2 separate regions of the Mus musculus genome follow, and region 1 is linked to region 2. The links are chromatin contacts, called in public HiChIP or PLAC-seq maps. All regions are on one chromosome and are shown on one strand. Each heading gives the region's core, a stretch centred on a gene start, on an enhancer-like site or on the middle of the called end of the contact. The rest is flanking DNA. Distances are from core to core; before and after follow the strand shown.

Evidence for each region. HiChIP or PLAC-seq counts read pairs in DNA pulled down with a chosen protein or histone mark.
Region 1: a contact with region 2 is called in an H3K27ac HiChIP or PLAC-seq map of extraembryonic endoderm stem cells. The contact joins two enhancer-like sites. A contact is called at or near these places in 1 of 484 Hi-C or Micro-C datasets (nephron progenitors) and 4 of 115 datasets of contacts at active chromatin or transcription factors (embryonic stem cells, extraembryonic endoderm stem cells, forebrain and 1 more).

The regions. Positions count from the first base shown.
Region 1 is chr16:92,232,071-92,237,852 of GRCm38.p6, forward strand. No RefSeq gene overlaps it. Among named protein-coding and RNA genes, the nearest start is that of Gm41497, 11 kb to the right of the region's middle. Within about 2 kb of position 2,826, at least 58 of the 459 cell types and tissues checked have an H3K27ac peak or open chromatin away from gene starts, as enhancers often do. A contact at or near this core is called in extraembryonic endoderm stem cells and pancreatic cancer cells, where this site is marked.
Region 2 is chr16:92,156,815-92,162,804 of GRCm38.p6, forward strand. The region is part of intron 1 of Gm41496 (a long non-coding RNA gene); the gene reads left to right. Among named protein-coding and RNA genes, the nearest start is that of Gm41495, 6.8 kb to the left of the region's middle. Within about 2 kb of position 1,792, at least 129 of the 459 cell types and tissues checked have an H3K27ac peak or open chromatin away from gene starts, as enhancers often do. A contact at or near this core is called in extraembryonic endoderm stem cells and pancreatic cancer cells, where this site is marked.

The DNA of each region.
Region 1 (5,782 bases), core at 1,576-4,075, 76 kb after region 2:
GCAAGAGGCCAGGAAGTTGAAGGGAGAGTTTATTCACTGTGGGCAAAGGACACTACATAGTGCTAGACAGGCACACACCATCCGGGACCGACAGGCTGTGCACAGACAGACACAGACAGACACAGACAGACACAGACAGACACAGACAGACACAGACAGACACAGACAGACACAGACACACACCATCCGGGATCCTCAGGCTATGCACAGACAGACACAGACACACAGACACACACACACACACACACACACACACACACACAGAGACACACACCATCCAGGACCCACAGGCAGACACAGACACACAAACACACACATACACACACAGAGACAGAGACAGAGACAGAGACAGAGAAAAGAGACAGAGACAAAGACTGGCACTGACACACAGCCCTAGAGATAGACACATACACAACCAGGCTGGCAAAGGCCAAGACCTGAGCTAAAAGCTTCTGACCTCCAGGCCATATTTAGTACAAATCACACAAAGATGTCATTTAGCTAGGAATGGCGATATAATAGATTGCATTCACTGCTCTCTTTCGGGACTCCACTGTAGGCCATTTTGTGCTGACTCAGAGCCCCTCTGGATGCCCAGCCTTAGGCATCTTGGTTCATACTGGACATCCATCCTAGTGCCCTGCTCTCCAAACACAGACTGGTCTGTGTGGTTGGTACTCTGCTCCCTATAACTATTGCATCTTGTCCCACCACTGCCGCCTCTGGACTGGTCTTCATATCTCTGATTTATCTTCTTTTCTAATTTGCTTGTTCTCACATTTCTCAAATGTTAAAAGAAAATTTTTGCCAGATACGGTGGAGCATACCTAAGAGACCCAGGGGGAGGAGGGCAAGCCCAACCCCAGGCTGCAGTGTATAGAAAGCCCCAGGCTAAAAAAAAAAAAATCAGAGCTTAAAAATAAGGAAAAGAACAAAAGAAAAGAAAAGAAAAGAAAAAAAGCAAAAGAAAGCAAAGGAAAAGAAAAAAGAAAAGGAAAGTTCGGAGCTGTTATAAATTTAAAGGCAAGGGCTGGAGGACAGAAGAAGGAAGAGATACAAGATATCAGCGAATAGCTTCAGGAAAACCAAAAGTACACTAAGTATGTAGTGACCTCAGTGTGAATTGAAACTTCTATTTGAATCTGGAGGCCACTGCACATCATTCCCGTATTAAGGCCCCGTGCTGTCGCTCCATCCAACCCAGAAGCAGTAGTTAGTTATTCCCCCTTCCTTCTGCCTCAAAGCTTCACGCCTTCTTGTCTTCTGCCTGCTCTTCCATAACCAACATAAGTCTGAGTGCTAACAACGCATGTGGGTGGGGTTCAGCTTTCAGCTCCTTACACAGTCAACACTAAGTATCATTTCCAGCTAAATAGATACATGATATCTCTATGGTGGATTTCATGTTTCCCATTTGAGAATCATAGCCTAATTGGCCATGGCTACTTGGGAGTGATTGTTGATTTTATTTTTCACCCAACTTCCAGGAGGAAGTTATTTCTATGTTATTTCTATGAAGCAATATTTCTGGGTATTTCTGTGGGGGTGTTTTAGGCTGACATTGTTAGAGCCTCTGAGTGAAGCAGGCATCCCTAGGGGCAAAAGCCTCTATCAATATACTTTCAAAATACTTTCTACCTACCTCTTGCTGTTAAAAATCTTGGAGAAAACTGAGCATGCACAGAGGAGTTTCTGTCCATCATCTTTACAACACAAATCGAGAATGCCCCAAGGCACAGCTCTTTGCCATTTTAATGCCTCTAGTATGTGCCCCATAATGTATGAAATAAGCATATCCATAAACGTCTTCACTATCTTCCCCTCGAACTGCAGTCTTAGACTGAGCATGCTCAGGTCGGTACCTTCTCCTAAAGTTCTTCCTTAAGTGGGTAAGTGTGCGTACTTAAACCAAGCCTGCCTTTCCTTTGTCAGGGAGGCCATTGTTTGGGGAGTTTGTTGTTGGTAATAAATCTTGCCTGTTATTTCTCTGACTATGCTTGCCCGTGGCTTTCGACTCACCCAGAAGTCAACCCATTGTATTTGGTTCCACGGTTGGCATTTGAATCAGTGGACTCTAGAATGCGGATAAGCATTCACTGATAGAATGAATGGAAGAGGGAGAGGAGACTGAAGCTTTCTGTCCTAAGATCCCGGGACTTAGAGCATCAGCTTCCTTGGGTTCTCAAACATTAGGACTCTAACTGAATTTATGCCACCCCACCCCATCCCCCACCCCCCAAACAGTGTTTCTCTGTGTGGTCCTGGATGTCCTAGAACTTGCTCTGGCTGGCCTCAAACTCAGAGACCAGCTTGCCTCAGCATCCTGGGTGATGGGATTAAAGGTGTGCACTACCACACCATACCCTGCACCTCAGGTTTTCTTATCTTCATCTTCATTTAGATCTATAATCACACAAATCAGTTCCTAGTCACCTTTGTCACTGTCTCTGTCATTGTCTGTCTCTACTTCTGTTTCTCTCTCTCCCACTCTGGTTCAGTGTCCCCGGAGAGCAGCAACACATTAGTTTAGCGTGACCAAGTAGAAAAGGAATTTGCTTTCCAGTCAGATCTGAATTCAAAATGTAATTCTAGTGTTTACTGGCCTGTGACCTTTGGCTTGTGATCTGAGAACTGACGTCTGTAAGGCTGGAGAGTAAGAACAATCGTGTTTACCATGGTGATAATGAAAAGGAATGTATGTGCAGAGCAGAGCCAAGTTGGTGTTAATGTGTAAACAGAGGGAAACTGGTGACAGGAATGAGGATGGCCTGACTGTAGGCACTGGGCATCTGAGAGTCCACAGAATCTGATTAGCTGTGAGTCCCGAGATAAACCTTTGGCAGCATGAAAGAGGGATTACAGCGGTAGGCTTCTGAGAGACAGGACAGTTAGGAGACAGAGGCGAGAGGCACAGAGGCCAGTTGAGATGGTCGTAAACAGCACGGTGTGAAAAGCCTCTGGAGATGCAGCTTAGACACCTCATTCTCCCACATCCTGAGACATCCCTCATATGTGTGGGTCACAGCAAAGGAAGCTGCCCAATGGCCAGCAAGGGAAATATGGGCGCCAGCCAGAGTTTTGATTAAAGTGGCAGGTATACCTTTTATGTCACCTCTCACTGTTCAGATGACCCAAATATGCAGAAGAATTCTGATCCAAACACCTAATTATTACAGACAACGTAGCCATTTCCTCCCTACGTTGCTTTTGGTCGTGGTATTTCTCACAGCAACAGAAAGCAAACTTGAACAGCCTGGAGCGTTTGAATGGAGTAGAAAGACAGCGGGTGTGCGTCTCCCTGACCTTTCGGTCAGCCACCTGATTTTCCTTTCTCTACCAAGCCCCTACCACACCTTGCTTGTGTCACATGACCCTTTCCTCAGGCCACAGTTGACAGACATAGGCTCAAACGGCAGTTTAATGTTTTCTCATCAGGGAGTTGGAACTTTGATCAGAGAATGAGGTCTTGAGGACAGGCCGTGGGCTTATCTTTTTAGCAGCTGTGTGGGTAAAGACCCTCTACTCCCTGTAGGAGAGAGGGCCTCAGGGGAAATTGTGGGTCTGCTCGCCTAAAGGGCAGTCTCACACCGCTTGGGAGAATCCAGACTATTAATTGTTTTACCTCTGAGTTACTTAACACTGCTTACTGTTTCTTATAACCAAAATAAATTATGGTTAGTAAAACAAAAATTAATTATTTAACTCAGGCAAATGAGTCTCACAGCCACAGACGTCTCATTTCTAAAAACGAGGATCCTTTTCTCTGCCCTGCCTGTATCTTTGGACTGGTTCAGCTGCATAAAGCACAAGGTACTTCATGCACAGTAAAGCTTGACCCAAGTAGAGCTGTTTGTAGACATCAAGAAGAGTGTCCAGAGCACCCCAGAAGCTGAAATGGTTTTTGTTTTTGTTTTTGTATTTTAAACTTAACTGCTGTGGTCAATCCCTCTCGAGCTCCAGAAGTCTACAGGCTGCAGGTTTGCTTGGCTTTTGCTAGATATTTAAGACTTTCATTATTTCTGATAGTGTACTTATCCATTCTACCGTTGGCTTGCTGCCAGGCCAAGCCTACTTTTTATATTATTACTGCCATTTGGAATCATTTTCAACAGCTCTATTTGACAGTTCAAATAGAAGAGTCTGTCCCAAGCACACTGTCCCCCAAATCTTTCTATTTGTGTACTGTATTTCACATCTCTTTTGTTCTCTGGAATAAAATCATGTTATTTAGCTAAGAGTGACATAACAAAAACCCAGAGACTATGAGGCTCAAGAAACATAAGTCGTAAATGTATTGTCTCAGTCTCTGGGAGGCAGAGGTCAAAGATCAAGGTGTGGGCCAGGCTGCCTTCTTCCCAGGGTGTTTCTGTTTCTGGTCTTTCTCTGGTTTGTAGACAGCAACTTGTCTCAGTGTCCTTTAAAATACAAAGATTATGGGCTAGGCGTGGTGGCACATACCTTTAATCCCAGCACTCAGGAGGCAGAGGCAGAGTTTTAAGCCAGACAGGATGACACAGCCAGACCCTGTCTCAACAACAAAATAATTACGTGTATATATAAATAAAAAGATTATGTTTTGAGACAGGGTCTCACTAGGTAGCCCTAACTGGCCTGGAGCTCAATGTATTGATTAGGTTGGCTCCAACTAATAGAGATCTGCCTGTCTCTGATTTATTTTATTTTTTATTATGTGTACGTGTGTGGGACTGTGCACATAAGTACAGGAATCTTTGGTGGCCAGAAGAAGGTGCCAGATCAGCTGGAGCAAGAGCTACAGGAGGCTGTGAGCTACCTGATGTGGATGCTGGGTTTTGGCTAGAGTAACAAATGTTCAAACCACTGAGCCACATTTCCTACTCCACTGTGTACTCACTCCTTTTCTGTTTGTCATCTTCTCTTCACAAGTGTCTTTGTGTCTGTTTTGCTTTTTCAATAAAGATTCCAGTCGTCTTTATTTAAATTAATTTTTATTTAATCTTTATTTAATTTAAATCTTTATTTAAATTAAAATGAGGCTCCAGCCTCATTTGATTATCTCTATAAAGGCCTTTACTTATTAAGTATGTTTTAAGCTGCTGGAGTTTAGAATTTTGACAGGTCTTCTCCAGTGGACACCATTCAGCCCATGATAGTTCTACATGTAATCTCTTCACATAACCTATTATCTTAGACTTAACAGAATCCGAAACTTAAAGATAATTAGAAGGCAATTTATAGTTATAATAATAATAATAATAATAATAATAATAATAATAATAATAATGTGTTTCCTCTAGTAAATGTTGAGGTGGAAGTGTGGGAGGGAATGGGGATCCTTGAGCCATGGGCAGGCTCTCAGTCACATTGACGCACACGTGCAGCCTGTTGCGGGCCAGCTGTGTGACCCCAGCACTGAAGGGCCCTCCTGGTGGTAACATCGTGTCCCAAATGATGGTTGGCTCTTGGTAAACAATATAATCTTCCCTCACTTTACACAGTAATCTCCTTCCTGGAAACTTCAGCATTTTCTAAAGAGCTTCTGAGAACGACTTTGTTTATGTGTAAAGCAGAGCCCAGCTTTTACCTACATGACGCTTTGATGAAGCCTTTGGCAATGAGGCCCGGTGTTGGGGCAGCTGTTCTCCACAGAGGACTATCCTAGGCATGGAGGGATGCTGAACATTCCTCACTCCCGCCACACTAATGACAGTAGGACAAAATTACCATCCAAATTGCCAAAATGGTTCTCACTAATAAGGAACCACCAGAGAAGGCTTCAAATAGCCCCAAGGAACAATGCTAG
Region 2 (5,990 bases), core at 542-3,041:
GTGACTGGAAGCACCGGGAAACAACACAGGGACTGGACGCCTCCAGCTCTCTGGCACCCTCGCGTCCCGTGTCTAAGTCTTTCTAGTCAAGAAACTTGAGGCAGTCCCAGGCCCCTCAGTAACTGGTACCTGAGTGGGCCTTGGGCTGACTGACTTTTAGCTGAAAACTTGGGAAAATGCATCCTTCCTCCGCCTCCCCCGCCATGCTCTCCCCCTCCCCAGAAGATAATATGGAGGAAATCAGAATGCAGGCTTTTAACTTGCTCAAACATTTTTTTTTATAATAGGTGATTCTATTTCATCTTCAGGCAGGCAATTTTGTCATTTGCTTCATTAAAAATTGTTTTAACTGCTGGGGAGGTAGCTTGGCTGTTAAAGCCATTGGAAGTTTGAGGACCATAGTTCAGATCCCTAGAAACCCTCACTGATTCCGGGTGGCATGGTGATCTACCTGGAATTCCAGCCCAGGCAGGTGGAGGCAGAAGATCCCCAGAGTAAGCTGGCTAGCAAGATTAGCATGTGGGGAGCTCTGGTTTGGTTGAGAGACCCTGCCTCCAAGCATAAAGGGAAAGAGTCATAAAACAAATGAGGATGATTTCCAGTGTCAACCCCCAGCCTCCACGCGCGCGCGCAGACACACACACACACACTCACACACACAAATTAAACAAAACAAAACAAAACAAAACATAAAATTGTTTTATTAAGAGGAAATCCATACGACATAAAATTAAGCATTTTACAGACTCCAGTGGCAGTACTCCGTAATGCTGGGGATTCCCATGTGCTGTAGGCATCAGGTGGTTGCCCAGGTCCCTCACCCTGGCTTCAGGAACCCGGGCTGTGCGGGTCTTAGCAGACTCATTCAGCAGGCACACGGCTCTCTATGGCCTCTGTCTACCTCTGCCTATTGCACCTGGCATGCTTTTCAGGGTTAGCTTGACACATGTCAGTATGCCCTCCCTTTCCACAGCGGAGTACTATCCCAGTGTACGGGAGCCCACTTCTGTTTACCCATCCTCCCTGCGAGGGCACTTGGGAGTGAACTCTGTCGGTCTGCTGTAGGTTGTTCTGCCGTGTCCTAGAGCCTACAAATGGGATTGTTGGGTCAGAGAATAGTTCTCCATTTAACTTTCTGCAACCTCAGTTGCTCAAAGAAATCGTGAGGTGTCCAAGGTCACATGACAAATGAATAAAACCCCATGAGCCAGGGCTTACCTAGCTGTCACAGAGTCCATTCATTCACTCAACAAACATTTCCAGCTCGCCAAAGGAAGGCCACTAAGGTGGATTTCACAACACACGGGAAACCATGAGAATCAAAACGGGGCTGCTTTAAAAGCTGTAGCAGGCCTGGCTCCCACACAAATTCCTCTAAGTAGCCCTGTGTGTGCGCGCGCCCGCGAGCTGATTGGACACTGCCTCTCCTGTCTTGCACGTATTTTACAGTCCTTGTGGGGGTTTTTCTCTCGTTTAAGAGAAGCAAAAAGACCACTTGCTGCTTCCATCATCTTTCACCTCTTTGCTGCGCAGTGGACCTGTGGGGTGGGTTCCCACCTGGGGCCGTGGTACTGATCTGATCCAGGATCTATTGATGGCACGGAGCTTAACGGGTTAAACAAGGACCAGAAAAAAGGGGCAGGGGTCTGGGGTCAGACCGGAGGGAGGAGGGGTGGGGCTTGAACAAAGGGGAGCATCTTCCGCCCCTGCCCCCCAAGTCTAGCTGCAGAGCCCCATGGCTGGGGATCAGCTGCCCCTCTCCCGCCTCCCTCCCGGCCCCGCCCTCTGCAGAGCCCACTGTGGCTGAGCTCACCTCCGCACCCTCACGGGCGACGCCACCGCGCTCCACCAATGGGACGCGGCTGTGCGGGTCTGCCCACCGGTGGAAAATTCCATGCTCTCTGCTGCAGCCCCTGAAGAGCATTGGGGCTGCCGCCCGCCCAGCCTGGCCTGCTTATTGATTTAGGACCCAAACCGCGCTGCTCTTCCACTTCTAGGACAGCAGCTTTGTGAGCAAAAATCCTTGAGACAGCGGTGGTGTGTGTCACTGCGGAGTGGGTGGGGACGGTGTGGACTTTCTCCTTGTGTATATTACAAACGCCCGTTCTCACCTTGCCCACTTACACTATAAATCCTGCCCGTGATTGTCGCCTCCAGTACTCGACCCAAATTCCTGGGTGGGACACTGTATGTAGTGGGGATAAAGAACAGGGCGTCTTCTTTGATCCGCCCACCCTGGGACAACGGTGGGGTTCTAGAGAGAAGGGTCAAGTTAGCAAAGATGTGGGACAGCAATGAAGAGTCCCAAACAAGCGACTGACCTAGTGAGACAGTCTTGTGATTCAGACAGGCACAGAAAATTCCAGAGCCACTGAGAAGGGTCATACTGGTTTTTCAGAGCGAGGAGGGGGTGTTAGGTGGGGGCGGAGAAGACTGAGAACTTGCCATGGGAGGACAGGGAGGTGCCAGAACCCCAGGGCTGTGTGACCAAGTTAACTCCTCCTCGTGAAATTTATGTCAACCAGGGCCCCGGACCTGTTTATGCCCTTTGATCCAGGAGATAACCCGGAAACCAGGAACCCTTGTTCCAGGAGCTGCTGCCAATAGGGGAAAGCAGTGATTTCTTCCTGGAAGAGAAGTGGTTTCTTCCTGGAACAGGTTGCAGGGACAGAGGACAGTGACAGCTGTCCATGTAGGAGGTAGGAGAGAGAAACAAGGAGGAAAAAAGGACAGGTGTGTTGCTTCTTGGAGCAAAGTATCTCAGGAAGAGCCAATAGACAGAGGAGGAAGAGATAGAAACCCACAAAGAACCCCAAAGCCCCGAGGTAGGGACCAAGGCTCAGAATAGCAGCTGGGAACTAGGGCAGAGGCAGGTGCTTCAGCAGGCTTGGGGCGCTGTTGTCGAAGGCATGAGAGGCCTCAGCCCTTGGAACCCCCTGTGCATCTTTCTCTGCTCCTCTGCATGGAAACATAGGAACTAGAACCCCAGTCTCCGCCCGCCCGCCCCTCCCCCCACCCCCCAAGGCAGCCATGACTGTAGAAATACAAATGCAACCATCTTCCCGTCTGTTCCGGTAAAAGCTGCCATAATTCTCCAGTCTGAGAATGGATCATCCCCTCTCGATCCGGAGGGTTCACACGATTCCTAGGTGGGCAGGGACAGTCAGGATCGACCTTGCTGTGTTCTGGGTCCATCTTGTTGGGGTCCAGGAGTCGCCCCACAAACCACAAGAACATCAATCTCAGTTAAACAGGGATGGTTTCTTGAACGCACCCCTCAAGACGGACTGACCAGGATAACAGCTTACAGGTGTGTGCTGGACATTTCTCAGGGGCAGCTTACAAAGGCTAAAACTGCAAAAACCACAGTGAGCTCACACACAGGTGCTGGAAGTGCCCCTCAATGGTCGGCCCTGGCACAAGCCATTTTAGACATAACAGTTCATATTGACCTTTAATTCAATGGGTCCTATGTGAAGCTTATAGTTGTAGAATTCCTTAAGATTAGCAAGCCTCAGAACACACAGAATGTAACAGGGTACGTGGTCAGCATGACCCTGCTCTGTGTCAAGTTATTTTTCTGCATCGGTGACGGGTAGGCATATTACAGCAACAATATGAAATAGCTGGCAGGCATGGAACAAAATGGCAACAGCTATGCTGGGGCGGGGCAAGCCTCAGCATTCCTCATGAGGTTTTATCTTGTGCAAGAAACATATTTCTACATGGATGCTGGCTCTTCATTGAGAGGATCAAAGGAAAACAAGAACTCGGCAGCCATTGTTAGTAAGGTCTCAGAGAGGTCTGCAGCAGAGCTTTTGAACTGGGCTGCAAGCATACCTGGTTTTGATTCCATTTGAGCTTTGGGACACTGGGGACCCCTTCTGGCCTTCTGTGCACTAGGCTACCTGTGCCAATTCCTTCTAAGCCTTAACTTCCTCCAGCTCTATTCACAAGTCCAACAAATCCAGGGACTGTCAACTCAAGCTCCAAGTCCGCTTTGTAGAGTGACAGGCATCCTCACAGCTGCTCGGATCTGTCTTCCTGGGCTCAATCCCTAGCAGATAGACTATGCTTTGCTCTCAATTAGACTTTATCCTAGGTTGACAAGACTAAGCTCAAAATACAGTTTTTCTTGGGTTCCTGTTTGAATTCCTGATCTCAACTCACACAGTTTGCCGTTTGGTGAGGTCGTGGACCCTTTTGCATGTGGAGCCTTGCTGGAGGGACCAAGTGAGCAGCCGTGGCTTCGACGTTTTAGGTTTTCTGTCCTCCACCCCAACTTCCTGCTTTCTCTTTGCTTCCTGAGCAGAAACAGTGTGATCAGCCAGCATCTTGCTCAGCCTGCCTGTTGCAATATTCTCCTTGCTATGATAGACTTAACCCTGACTCTGTAACTATAAGCCAAAAAAACCCTTTCTCCCTTAAGTTGCTTTTCTTGTGTCCTGTAAAACTCTGATGAGATAAGTCTCTTACATTTTTCCCTTGTCAATCTTTGTTAGCCCTACATCCCTAAACAAAATCCAGCCTAGGGAGAGACTTAGGCCCTTTGGTTCCCATGGTGACGCAGAGACAGGCTGGGGAACCTTCACCTCTCTGAGTCTTGTTTTTCACATCTATGGAGTCAGATAGTTTTCATTCCTTGCTCCCTTACAAACCAGAGTCTGGTGTGAAACTAAAACCAAATGATGCTCCCAATTTGGTAGTGTTGCAAAGTGCATGGAGGGAAATTTTACTCATGTAAACAAAGGGAAATGGAGGGCATTTTAGTCAATTAATGCAAAGTGCTACAGCAGAGTTACTCAACCAACACTTGTTTCTATGTATTTGATACATATTTGTTAAGCTCCCAGGTGTCAGGCAATACTACTCAACACGAAAGCCCTTACCCTCAGGGAAACTCACATTCTCATTGGGGAGATGGAAAAGAATATTGAAAGGTAGTAGGACAAGTGTATTGTTTTAAGGCAGGGTCAGAAAGGTGGAGGAAAACAAAGAATAAAAAAGGGAGGGGAACTTGGGAGAATGGGGAACGGGTTTTTATTAGTGTGGTGAGGAAGACCTTGTGAGGAAGGTGGTCTCTGAGCAGAGACTCAGTGTTCTAGTTTCCTTTTCTTGCTATGATAAAACATCCTGACCAAAATCAACTTAGCAGAAGAAGGGGTTATTTGGTTTACAGGTTATAGTTCATCATTGGAGGGAAAAAAAAAGTCAAGGCAGAAACTTAAAATCCTACATCCACAGATCAGAGGAGAGAGAGGATACATGGATGGATCCTTGCTTCGTTTAACTTTCCCCTGTCTTATATTGTTCAGGACCCCTGCCTAGGGAATGGTGCTACCGACTATGGACTGTGTCTTTCTTCATCAATAAATACTCAAAACAAACCCCAGATGCATGCCCATAGGTCAATCAGATTTAGAACATTTCTCATATGAGCTATGAGGTGATTCCAGGTTCTGGGAATTTGATAACTAAAACTTACCACTACATCCAGGTACAGTGGTGTGTCCTGTGAATCTCGAGGGGAGGAACATTTCAGGAGTGGAAAGTATGCTGACCAGTGGGTCTGAGGTGGGGCTGCAGTCCTTCCAATTGGTGGAACAAGATGAATGCTGTCACTGGGAAGGCGTACATGTAACGGCCCTGGGGAGAATGAACATATACAAAAGGGACTTGACCTTTGACCTTTGCTTTGGCTGTCAGACTCTAGAGACAATGGACCCAAGACATTTGAGTTTCTCTTTGGAGTCTTAGGGTGGGAGAAGGGAAAACTTGAATCCTGGTACCAGCCAAAGGAGGAGCTAGTTTTCCAGACGAGATCCCATGCAGCTATGACAATTTGTCAGACCATTCTGCAGAAGAGATTGGGTCCCAGACCCACTGTGTTGGGATGAGGTAGACAACACTTTGACCAGGACTGCAGTGCTATGGATACACTTTGACCTCTATTTACTTTAAAGATTTATTTATTTATTATATCCATGTTT